2 separate regions of the Oncorhynchus mykiss genome follow, and region 2 is linked to region 1. The links are chromatin contacts, called in public Hi-C maps. All regions are on one chromosome and are shown on one strand. Each heading gives the region's core, a stretch centred on a gene start, on an enhancer-like site or on the middle of the called end of the contact. The rest is flanking DNA. Distances are from core to core; before and after follow the strand shown. Region 1 holds the start of znf346 (zinc finger protein 346). Region 2 holds the start of nsd1b (histone-lysine N-methyltransferase, H3 lysine-36 specific).

What was found. A called contact is a pair of places that touch in the nucleus more often than the background predicts.
Region 2: a Hi-C map of liver shows a contact between it and region 1, with 6 times the contacts expected there. The contact joins the promoter of nsd1b here to the promoter of znf346 in region 1. A contact is called at or near these places in 2 of 3 Hi-C or Micro-C datasets (blood and liver).

The regions. Positions count from the first base shown.
Region 1 is chr12:36,711,942-36,717,202 of USDA_OmykA_1.1, reverse strand. znf346 (zinc finger protein 346) reads right to left here and starts at 1,975. Exons shown (of 7, transcript XM_036937481.1): 1 at 1,857-1,975; 2 at 893-996; 3 at 688-783; 4 at 407-554; 5 at 1-190. The coding sequence starts at 1,941.
Region 2 is chr12:36,876,517-36,881,777 of USDA_OmykA_1.1, reverse strand. It overlaps nsd1b (histone-lysine N-methyltransferase, H3 lysine-36 specific), which reads right to left and starts at 2,606. Exons shown (of 23, transcript XM_021623636.2): 1 at 2,538-2,606; 2 at 1-241. The coding sequence starts at 224.

The DNA of each region.
Region 1 (5,261 bases), core at 726-3,225:
GTCAGCTGTTTTTTATGCTTCTTGCCTTCGTAGTGCTGCTTGGCCATGAGGGGGTTGTTGAATGAGGCGTGGCAGATGGAACAGAAGTGGTCCTGGTCGTCCTCGGCCGGGCCTGATGATGCCACGTTGCTCGCCTCTTCTAACTGAGTCTTCTTCTTCTTCACTACTGGGGCCAAGGCCTGAGGTAGTGCTACTGGAGAGGTAGAAGGCAGATATAGAAGGCAGGATATGACACATTAATCAGACAGGAAGGAGTTTACGTAATATTTTTGCACATTTGGAAAATACAGGCATGTGAGATGAAGGAATAACACAGTAGGAGAAAAAGAATGTGTGCAGATGGGGTGGAAAATTTAAAACAGGCTTATTCCATATGTCCATACAATCCATGTGGGCAACCTCTTACCTGGGGGCTGGTGGCCAAAAGTCTTCAGTCTCAGGTTCTTGGTGTGCACCTTGCCCTGGTAGTGGGACTCAGCCACCACCGGAGAGGAAAATGTCATATTACATATAAGACAGGCTTTGGAGCGGTCCGTCTCTTCATTACTGTTGGCCTGAATATGGGGGGGGGGGGGGGGCAGCAACCGTGAAGAAGACAAAAGGTTAAGGGAGCTCTATCCATGAACACTGTCTCTACTGGGAAGAGAAGTGCTGGATAAAACATTTTCTAGCTGAGAAATAACTTACGCTGTCTCCCGAAGGCAACTTGAACCTTTTGATGGTGGGCTCCTCTTCTTTGTGGATGCTCATGTAGCGCCTGACTTTGTTGGCATGCTTTTTGCTCTGAAAAGAATGCGAAAACAGAACGAAATAATGAAAACATCAGCTGCTGCTCTGTATACTGGTTGAGAAAACAACCATACAAGAGTCAAAATCAAGTGGGATCACTGACCTGATAATGTGCAAGTTTCTGTGAGTCAGAATTCAGGACAGCACTGCAGACTTTGCACAGGGCATCAGAAAACAGGTCACCATTCTCCTTTATCATCCTGTTTACTGAAAAATAATGGATGTTAGTGTTAATTAAACAGAAAACACAGAATCACCAACTCATATAGATCTATCCATCGGTGGTATATCATTATCTATGATGCTCTATGGCCTGTGATGAGCTCACAGCTAAGGTATAGTATTGCTTTATGCATAGTTGTAGCTAGCTAGTACACTTAGCTTTTAACACTTATGGCCGAGATTCTTTTAACTTGTAAATTCGGATGGCTTGCATCAACCTGATGTTGGTGCGAGCAAACAGACTAGGAAGTGGAAGGTATCAACAGCCAATCCAATAGGGTCTGGAAACTAATAGTGAGCTTCGATTGGTCAATAACGCGATGTCGCGGAGTATTTGCATTAAGTTCAGCTTTCCCCAACTTTGGTCCGCCCTGTTCACGTCCCTTGCCCATGCTCACATCGCCCAAAGGCCCTCCCGCCCACTTCACTGAAAATGAATGGACTTCAGATGTTTCATCGCTCCCAACGTGCTATGTGGATCTCGTGTCTGCTAGCTGCACGAGAACAACTCGGCTACTAGCTAGCTACTGATTTAGCAAATGTACTTAAAAAGACACAGAAGACGAAAGGTACACACATATAAAAGGCAGTCTTCAGAAGGCCAAGGTGGCTTTGAAAATAGCAAGCCATCTACTAACAAACATTACTCCTTCACTAATGCCTTGCATCGACCTTGGAGCTTGAATCTCAAATGGCTAAATAGCTACCGTTAGCAAGCATAGTGGTAATGTATTACTTGAAAGCTAGCGTTGATTGTTTATGCTCTGCTCACAGCAATAATAAATAAACCATACTAGACCAAAGTGGATGTCAATGATATTGAGCATAGGATAACGCGAGTTTACCCTCCACCGCCCCTGAAGGTAAATATGGAAAATCTCCATTAGGTTCCTCGAGCGCCATGTTTTCTTTCGGCAGCAGCGAGTACATGCGTAATTGTTCTTCTTCTTTGGTGAAGTTTAACGGCAGTTGGCATCCAATATGTTGCATTACCGCCCCCAACTGAACTATAGTATAAATCCATTTCGCTTTCTGATACAAAAAGGGAAACGTAAAAAATACAAACAGTGGCGATTTTTGCATTTTAAATATTGGTGGGGCAAAGAAACAAAAATATTTGGAATGCATGCCAGCAAAGCCACTACACAACACTAAACAATACATTAATTGCACTATAACAGTGACAAACGGTGCCCACAATCTGTTAGGGCCTACATAAAGCTGTCCCAATACCAGTCCCAACACCTTACCACTGCTACATCTGTCCCAGTACCAGTTCCAACACCTTACCACTGCTACATCTTTCTATCAGCGGAGTCTTGTCTGGCAGCGAAACAGTTAATTCCACCTCATTTACTGCCTTAAAAAAACATAGCTGATATGGCTGACTTGCTTAAACAAATGTAGTTTGTACTGACAATTGATATGTACAAACTATGGCATAAGGGGACGACAAGCGGATAAAAGGCAATCCATAATTTTAAGACATTAATGAGCGAGCTAGGACAAACGTAGTCAATATAACAATTTGTTCAGCACTTCTGAAATGTACAGCGACAGAATTCAGAACATGGGCTGTTCTTACAGTGCTCTCCCTGTACACCAAGTCAGAACCGTATGATAAATAAAGGTGGCAAATAAGCAGACAATGAAAGCTCTTACAATATTCAATGATTAAATTTCTCTAAAACAGGTTATAGGCTACATGTGCACCACCAAATCAGAACAGTAGGCAAAATTAAGAAGGGAAAATAGACCAACTTATTAGGGTGGAGCACATGGGCTACGAACAGCTTACTACACAACATACACCTAGTACACTTTATTAACTACAGTACGCATATCCCCCTGACATATTACATAATTTATGCAGCAGCATACAATACATTTTTGGACTCACCTTCTTGTGCTGTGCTCACTTGAACAGGAAGGTGGCGTGACGGTCCTTCGTAGGCAAATTTTGTCATCAAACTTTGTCATCAAAGTCTGGCATTCTCTGGATTTATTGTGCTTTCAAGACAACTGGGAACTCTGAAAAAAAACAAGGTCGAATCATGATGACGTCAGTGATCTTCAGGTTGTAGCTCTAGAAAGAGGCCGGAGTTCCTGACCTACAATTTTGAGTTGGATCACCGTTCAAAATGTATTTTCCCAGTCGGAGCTCGTTTTTTTCCCCGAGTTCCTAGTTCAAATCAAACAACATTTTATTGGTCACATATTGGAACGATGACTGGAACTAATTGCAAAAAATCACTGAAGCTGGAGACTCATATCTCCCTCACTAACTTTAAGCATCAGCTATCAGAGCAGCTTACTGATCATTGCACCTGTACATAGCCCATCTGTAAATAGCCCATCCAACTACCTCCTCCCCATATTGTTTATTTTATTTCAATTGTTTTGCTCCTTTGCACCCCAGTATCTTTACTTGCACATTCATCTTCTGCACATCTATCACTCCAGTGTTTATTTGCTGAATTGTACTTATTTTGCCACTATGGCCTATTTATTGCCTTACCTCCCTAATCTTACTTCATTTGCACACACTGTATATATACTTTTCTATTGTGTTATTGACTGTGCGTTTGTTTATTCCATGTGTAACTCTGTGTTGTTATTTGTGTCGCACTGCTTTGCTTTATCTTGGCCAGGTCGCAGTTGTAAATGAGAACTTTTTCTCAACTGGCTTACCTGGTTAAATAAAGGTGAAATACATTTGAAAGAATACACGTGATTAGCAGATGTTATGTGAAATGCTTGTCTTGAACTAACTGAAATCAGATTTCCCAGTTCCAAGTTAACAGTTGTTTTGAGCGTGGAAGAAATCATGCTGGATTGACAGCATGGCCAATGTTGAATGTTTATCCTTTTAAGCTTGGAAAAGAGGCCCTTACAACCAGACTTTGGACCACACAGCCACTCCACTGAATTGCAGGCCAGTGATTGCTTTGCAATGCTTGCAGTTGGCCACTGATTCCTTCCAAACCACTCATTGTTGAATTTGCCATTTCCAACTTGTTGTGTAATGTTTATGTCCAATGGCCAATGAGCACCGATACGTTTTATCTATAATTTCTCTTCATTATTTCTCTTCATATGACAAGGATTTAAAAGGATTTGCCAGTATATTGTTGACTTTATTCATGATGATGACTGCTTGCTAAGATTTTGAAAATATGATCAGTCCAATCAAAGCTACTGTTGATATAACGTGATTTGACGTAATTTTATCTGTGGCCAATGACCTTGAGTCTTATTGGATGGGCACTTCTAATGTCAATCTATAGCAGCACCCAAGTGGCTTGAATTTTCGAGCTCTACCCTTAGACTTGCTGGTGACATAGTGTCACCATGAGTGACAGAACACTGAGCCAATCACTGTGCAACTAGAGAACATTCCCAACCCCATACACTCCGTATTTTCCACTGGCTGCCCCACCACCACCACTACAGAAAAAGAGACCATGTTTGTATGTGACTTTATTAACTCAATTATATATTTTAGTTATTACATTGTTTGCAAACTGATATGTGACACGTATTAATGCCAAAATAACATGCAAAACAGGCATGTTATTTTTTCTTTGGTAAAAATGTGAGGCTCAAAACAGGTGGCTCTGCCCCACCTGCCCTGAATGACGGATCGCCACTGAAAACAAATATATATTTAATTACCCTACCAACTAACCTTACAATGATTAAAAACCCACTACCCCATTCCACTACTTTGACCCTATCTGCTCCTGCACCATGCCAACAGCCTGGGAGGAAAGGACACCGCCACTCATTACACCCTGTAACTCTTCTGAAGTCAAATCTCGTACACACAAATACTTCCCTGCAACTACCACTACATCTATTTTCTGTGATTTAATTTCCATTTCTGCGGTACAGTTGATAACCATTGCTTAGAAGCCAGCTAACCTTACTGAAGCATATATCACTCATTGGCCTATCCCTCTGTGCTGGCACAGATCTACTACTCACAGGGATCCTCTCACCCTTGACCTTTCCTCCTTTACTTTCTTCACTGCTTTAGCATACGACAGCTTCTGCAATACTCTGAGTCTACCCACCTCAAGCTTTCTCTCTAGCACTGGACACTTCCGAGCCCCAGCAACATGGGCACCCCTACAGTTAACACACACATCTTTATCCATTGAAACTACACAATCCTCTATCCCATGCCTTCTTGCACATTTCCCACATCTTGTAATCTCCCTCCTACAAACTTATGTGACTTGACCATA
Region 2 (5,261 bases), core at 1,357-3,856, 160 kb before region 1:
GGACTGTAGGAAGAGGATAGGTTCTTGGGCATGAACCCATAGGTGGATGGAGGTTTGAGGGCAGGGCCGGTGGACAGCTGCATGGCACGTGGAGGGTCTAGTCTAGAATTGGGGTTATTGTGCTTTGAGGAGGGAGAGAAGGGGTCATTGGGGGCAGAGGTCACTGTTGGGTCAGTGTGACAGGCCTGAGCATTGCTGATGGGCAGTTCATAGGGCCGACTCATCCTGGTAAGGCTCCATCCTAAACATAAAAAAAACAGAAATAGGCCCAAAAAATATTTTTTTAAAATAAGTGATAGCAACTTTAATTGCATGGATTTGCAATTATTGATCGCATACAATTAGTTTTACTGTTCGTGGTTAGCTATTATAGAAAGTGGCAAAAATGGGGATGGTAATAGTATATTATTGAAAAGTTATTAAAAATGTTATAAAAAAAACAAGTGTTGTAAAATTAGGAAAGTTTTAAATGACTGAATTTCGTTATATATAAAAATGTGATATGGTTATCTTTCCCCACCTAAAAAAAAATAAAAATAAAGTATTAGGCAACAGTGTCAACAGTGTCATTCCACTCCTCGCTACACCGCCAAGAACGTGGAATTGTGGCAACCTATTGCGCGTTTGGCAGGCCGCTGGTCATGTTAAAATTAGACCAGAGTACCTGTAATGACACGCTGTCCTGCCCAGCAACAACGAAGGGTTAAGTTGATTTCAAAAGGCTGATGAAGAAATCGCGAAACCAAGAATAAAATGGACAGCTCCTGACAGCGCCTGTGCATCAACTCTGTGTGCCATGGCTCACGAGGCACCACAGAGATATCGGTTCAGTGCATAGCTGGCACGCGAACATACAGTATCGACACACAGGTTCACACTGCCACACATACGTACAGACTTCCACCGACAGATGTATGCTGTGCACAATGACGGAATGTTTAAACAAATAAAAACGCGTATGACAATGATATGCCGCAAGAATCTTACCATTTAAATGTCGGTCACCGCAAAAACAACTGTCAAACCTTTCATTTCTATCATTAAATATGCTATTTTCGAATTTTGTGAAAGCGGATGAGGAGAATCCCAGCAGCAGCAATACTAGGCCAGGATCCTGTGGACATATACTCTACTTGCGATAGCTCTTACACCACCGGCGGCCCCTTCAAACGATAAATATATGCATGCATTTCACTTACTGAGAGAACCACCCATTTACAGCGACATATCATACAGTGCTATAAGTTTCTAATTCCTTGTTACCTCATATTCAATGCATTATTAAATTATGACTATTTCCTAGCTGTCGACCTGCCCCTTGCAGCCCCTGCCTGCCCGTGTCTGTGTGAGAGCGGACCAATCGGCACTGCCTCCCAACCCCCAGCTTGGAGTATTGCTGAGGCTTTGAGTTCCACCAAAAATATTTGTGATGGAAAAATTACGGGCATATTCCGCTCTACTGGTTTTTAATTATCACATAGATTTTCAATTACTGTCATCCACATTAATCACTATGACATGCCTGTCATGCCTGTCATTTGCTCAATCTGTGCCAACAATGGCATCATATCATACCCCATATCTCATGCGCTTTTAAATTATTGGATTAGAATGTTTTCATGTAAATGCATTCTAATATAGGCTACCCAGAAAACAGATGGCTTCCTTCTCTTTAGACGAGTTGCAAAACCTTTTTCTCAGCTCACCGGGTCCTTCAAAATGGAGTCGGTTCACAAAAAAACAGGCCACAAAGTGTTAATATGCTCGATATGAAGTTCACATCAAAGCGAAAAAGATTGAACCGCAACGCACACATTTCCAATCCATCCAAAACATTCCAAAGCCTCAATGCAAAACTGCATTCATTCATTAAACACCATTGAATAAACCACTTTCCACAATAATATTTTGTGTATATCATATGTCAGGTTACAGAAGAAAGGTTCACGACGGGCAAATGTAACTGGTGTGTGTAGTAGGGGGACAGTGTTCCATAATTCGCAGGCATTTCCATAGACTCCATCATGCCCTGAACGTAAAAAGAGAGTTTGAATCACGTATTGTCTTATTTGTGTGGATTGTTGCAAAGGAAATTATATTGGTAGAGACCGTGGATAGGGGGTGGAGTGGAGTCGTCCTAGATAAATGCACAACCATTAAATATGCAAAGATGTTAATCAAATAACAGTTCTGTATTTCGTGAAGGCAAGCTATGTCTTCACACTCTCCATAAAATTAATATGCGATATTTTTGTTCGAGGGGGAAATCTGAAGCCTCACGGAAGAACTGCGCTGCCTGCTCAGCCTCGCTCGCATGAGCCTGGTGGGAGAGAGGGCCTGCAGTGTACGGCGATGGGCACACACACAGTCAAAATAGCGCCCCGACAGATCAAACACGTTCATGCGTCTACAAGCCCTACTAAACGCGTCTTTCTTTCCTTATAGACTGCACTGTAACGAGAAAAATATATATAACATGATGTAAAGCCTATCTATTTACATATCCGTCAAGAAATCGACTTAAAGTAAACTCTTACATCATCATCTTGTTGTGAGCCGTGTGTTCCTCTGTGCTGTGCTGTCTCTGTGTCTGTGCAGTTCGTAATGTCGGCAAAGTCAGTCATAGCAGAAGACAATGGTGGTTTGAAACAGGAGCACATGAGTTTCTGATGAAGTTAGTCAGTTTTAAGTAAGCCTTTTTATGGACCACTCTATTCTTATCTTATTTTACACCACATGCTGCCATGCCTGATTTATACACCTGTGCTCCTCCACCTCTACCCGAGCTGTTTTCACTCTTCACCTGTACAATGTGGACTCTTACAAGTATCTTATCTGTAAACGAGTTCATCATGCCTCTTTGTGGGAGAGTGATTGACAGGCCCATTCTAAAGTCTGTCACTGCCTATTAGCCTACTTACTGACAGCTTGATTTTGTCACTTATGTTAATGAACTGTCCTCTATGAGTCTATGAAACGACTGTAATGTAATTCAGTCATATGTCAGTATCCATACTCATGCTTTCTTTGGTAACCCTTTACTAAAACTCTCTGTCATAAGGGCTACATAACACTGTTAGGCCTATAACACTTTTAACACAGCCATATGTTATTAACAGTAAGCTTTTGAAGTCAGTTTATAACCATCCTTAGCAGTGTTGTAAGAAAGCGGAAGTTGCCGGTTTTCAGGGATACAGTGTTTCAACCCTAACTGCTGTTTCCCCTGAATAAGGGAAGTGGGGACTCCGCTCTGGCGTATTTCTACGCCTACTACATTAGTTTAGCTTGTATGACTTATGATGACATATGCCACAATGAAGTAATTAGCTAGGTTTAAAATAGCCCAACTGGCTTAGGCAATTCCGACACAGCCAGAAGAGGACTGGCCACCTTCATAGTCTGGTTCCTCTCTAGGTTTCTTCCTAGGTTCTGTCCTTTATAGGGAGTTTTTCCTAGCCACTGTGCTTCTACACCTGCATTGCTTGCTGTTTGGGGTTTTAGGCTGTGTTTCTGTACAGCACTTTGTGAGATCAGCTGATGTAAGAAGGGCTTTATAAATACATTTGATTGAATTAACAGTGTCATGATGACAGTGCAAAGTCTGCTGTCACAAGCGCACACCAACAGTCATGACTGTTAATGACATAAGTCATGTCATTAACAGTGTTATAACAGTGTTATATGTAGTATAAAGTGTAACTCTTTTTTTCAATACACTACTAAACGTATTGAAAACTGTAATTGGCCCATTGATAATTCGAGGTCAGTGGGTCAATCAGATCTAACAGCTATTGGTGGTGGTGAATGCAAAACCCTCAAAAGTAAACAACTAAGTCATGATGCATTGATTATACTTAATACGACCTCCTGATTGCATGAGTGTAATTGTGTAACTGCAAATTAGAGCTTTTAACAGCAGTTACTGCTTAATTTAGGTTTTGTGCTCTGAGGATGGTGACAGTCGCCCCCTCTAATCCACTGTGACGCTGTCACCTTAATGATGATGCCCTGCTCTCCATCACCTTCCCAACCTGCTTATGAGTTATGACTCATCTGGCAAAGAAACAGAACCGGTTGTTATTACAAGTAAATGACATGCCTCAGAGGAGTAACAGTTTCTATTTCTGTCATCTGTCACATTGCTACCAGTGTCTTTGAACAAAACAATCTCTCCTTCTCCTCCATAAGAAGGCTTCATCTGAGCCATAGCGCGTAACACCATAAAGTGTTCTTTAAGCAGACATTTATTCCGGTGGGGAAAGAAGTGGGTAGAACCACCATATGTACAGTAACATGTTGTTGTGTGTAAAAAAACGGTGCATCCATTGCGTTATTATTGTTGTCTATTTGTAAGGTGGATGCAGCAGTTTGTTAAAGCCCTGGTTGGTTTACTCCCAGGCTCGTGCCATGTCGCTCCTGTGGAGGCCAGAGAGAAAGGGAAGAATGGAGGACTTATGGAGGTTGTTTCCTGCGGCCTTGGGAACAGGAACTAGGCCACCGCTTAGTTAGTGGCGCACCATTTCTTCCCCCTTCCACCTGCAGCATTGTGTATGAGACATGAGCCCGTTGGCTCAGAGGACATGCAGCTGTACTTATGAACTTCAGTACTTATGAACATTAGAATCACGAAGGCCCTACAACTCCTACTCTTACTTATTTAAACATCCAATGCAATAGAATACATTTTAGATAAGATCCTTTAAAAAAGTTTTTGCACTTTAATCACAAGTTGTTTGGTTACATAGAAAGCACTATACCTTTTCTGTATAACATGTATCTATTAAATTACACTATTATAGTGAGATTTCTACTATATTGACAAAATACAACCTCTCTCATGCTCCTCAAAAAAGGAAGTAGACACTAGAAGTAGAAAAGGTAGAAGAGCGGACATACTGTACTTGTATGGCGTTTGTATGGCCTATCAGGTCACAAAAAAATTATTTAATTCAAGTTTGGAGGCCAAATGTCCCAGACATTCAGATCTGATCTAATGAGGCCTACTGGGTCTGCGGCCAACAGGCTCCACTGCACTACTCACTCCTTACTCCACCTAGTGGTCAAATATAAGCTTGACCTCTGCCACCCAAAACTCTAAAGCGACCGTTATTGTTTCAGTAGGCCCTATTATGCCCTATAAGGGATGAATAGATATGGCTTTGTTCTCTAAAAACAAAAGCATTCAATATGATATTATCACATAAGTATTAGGAATGTGAAGATAACTAGAGGTAATTGTAAATGTTTACACATTTAACATT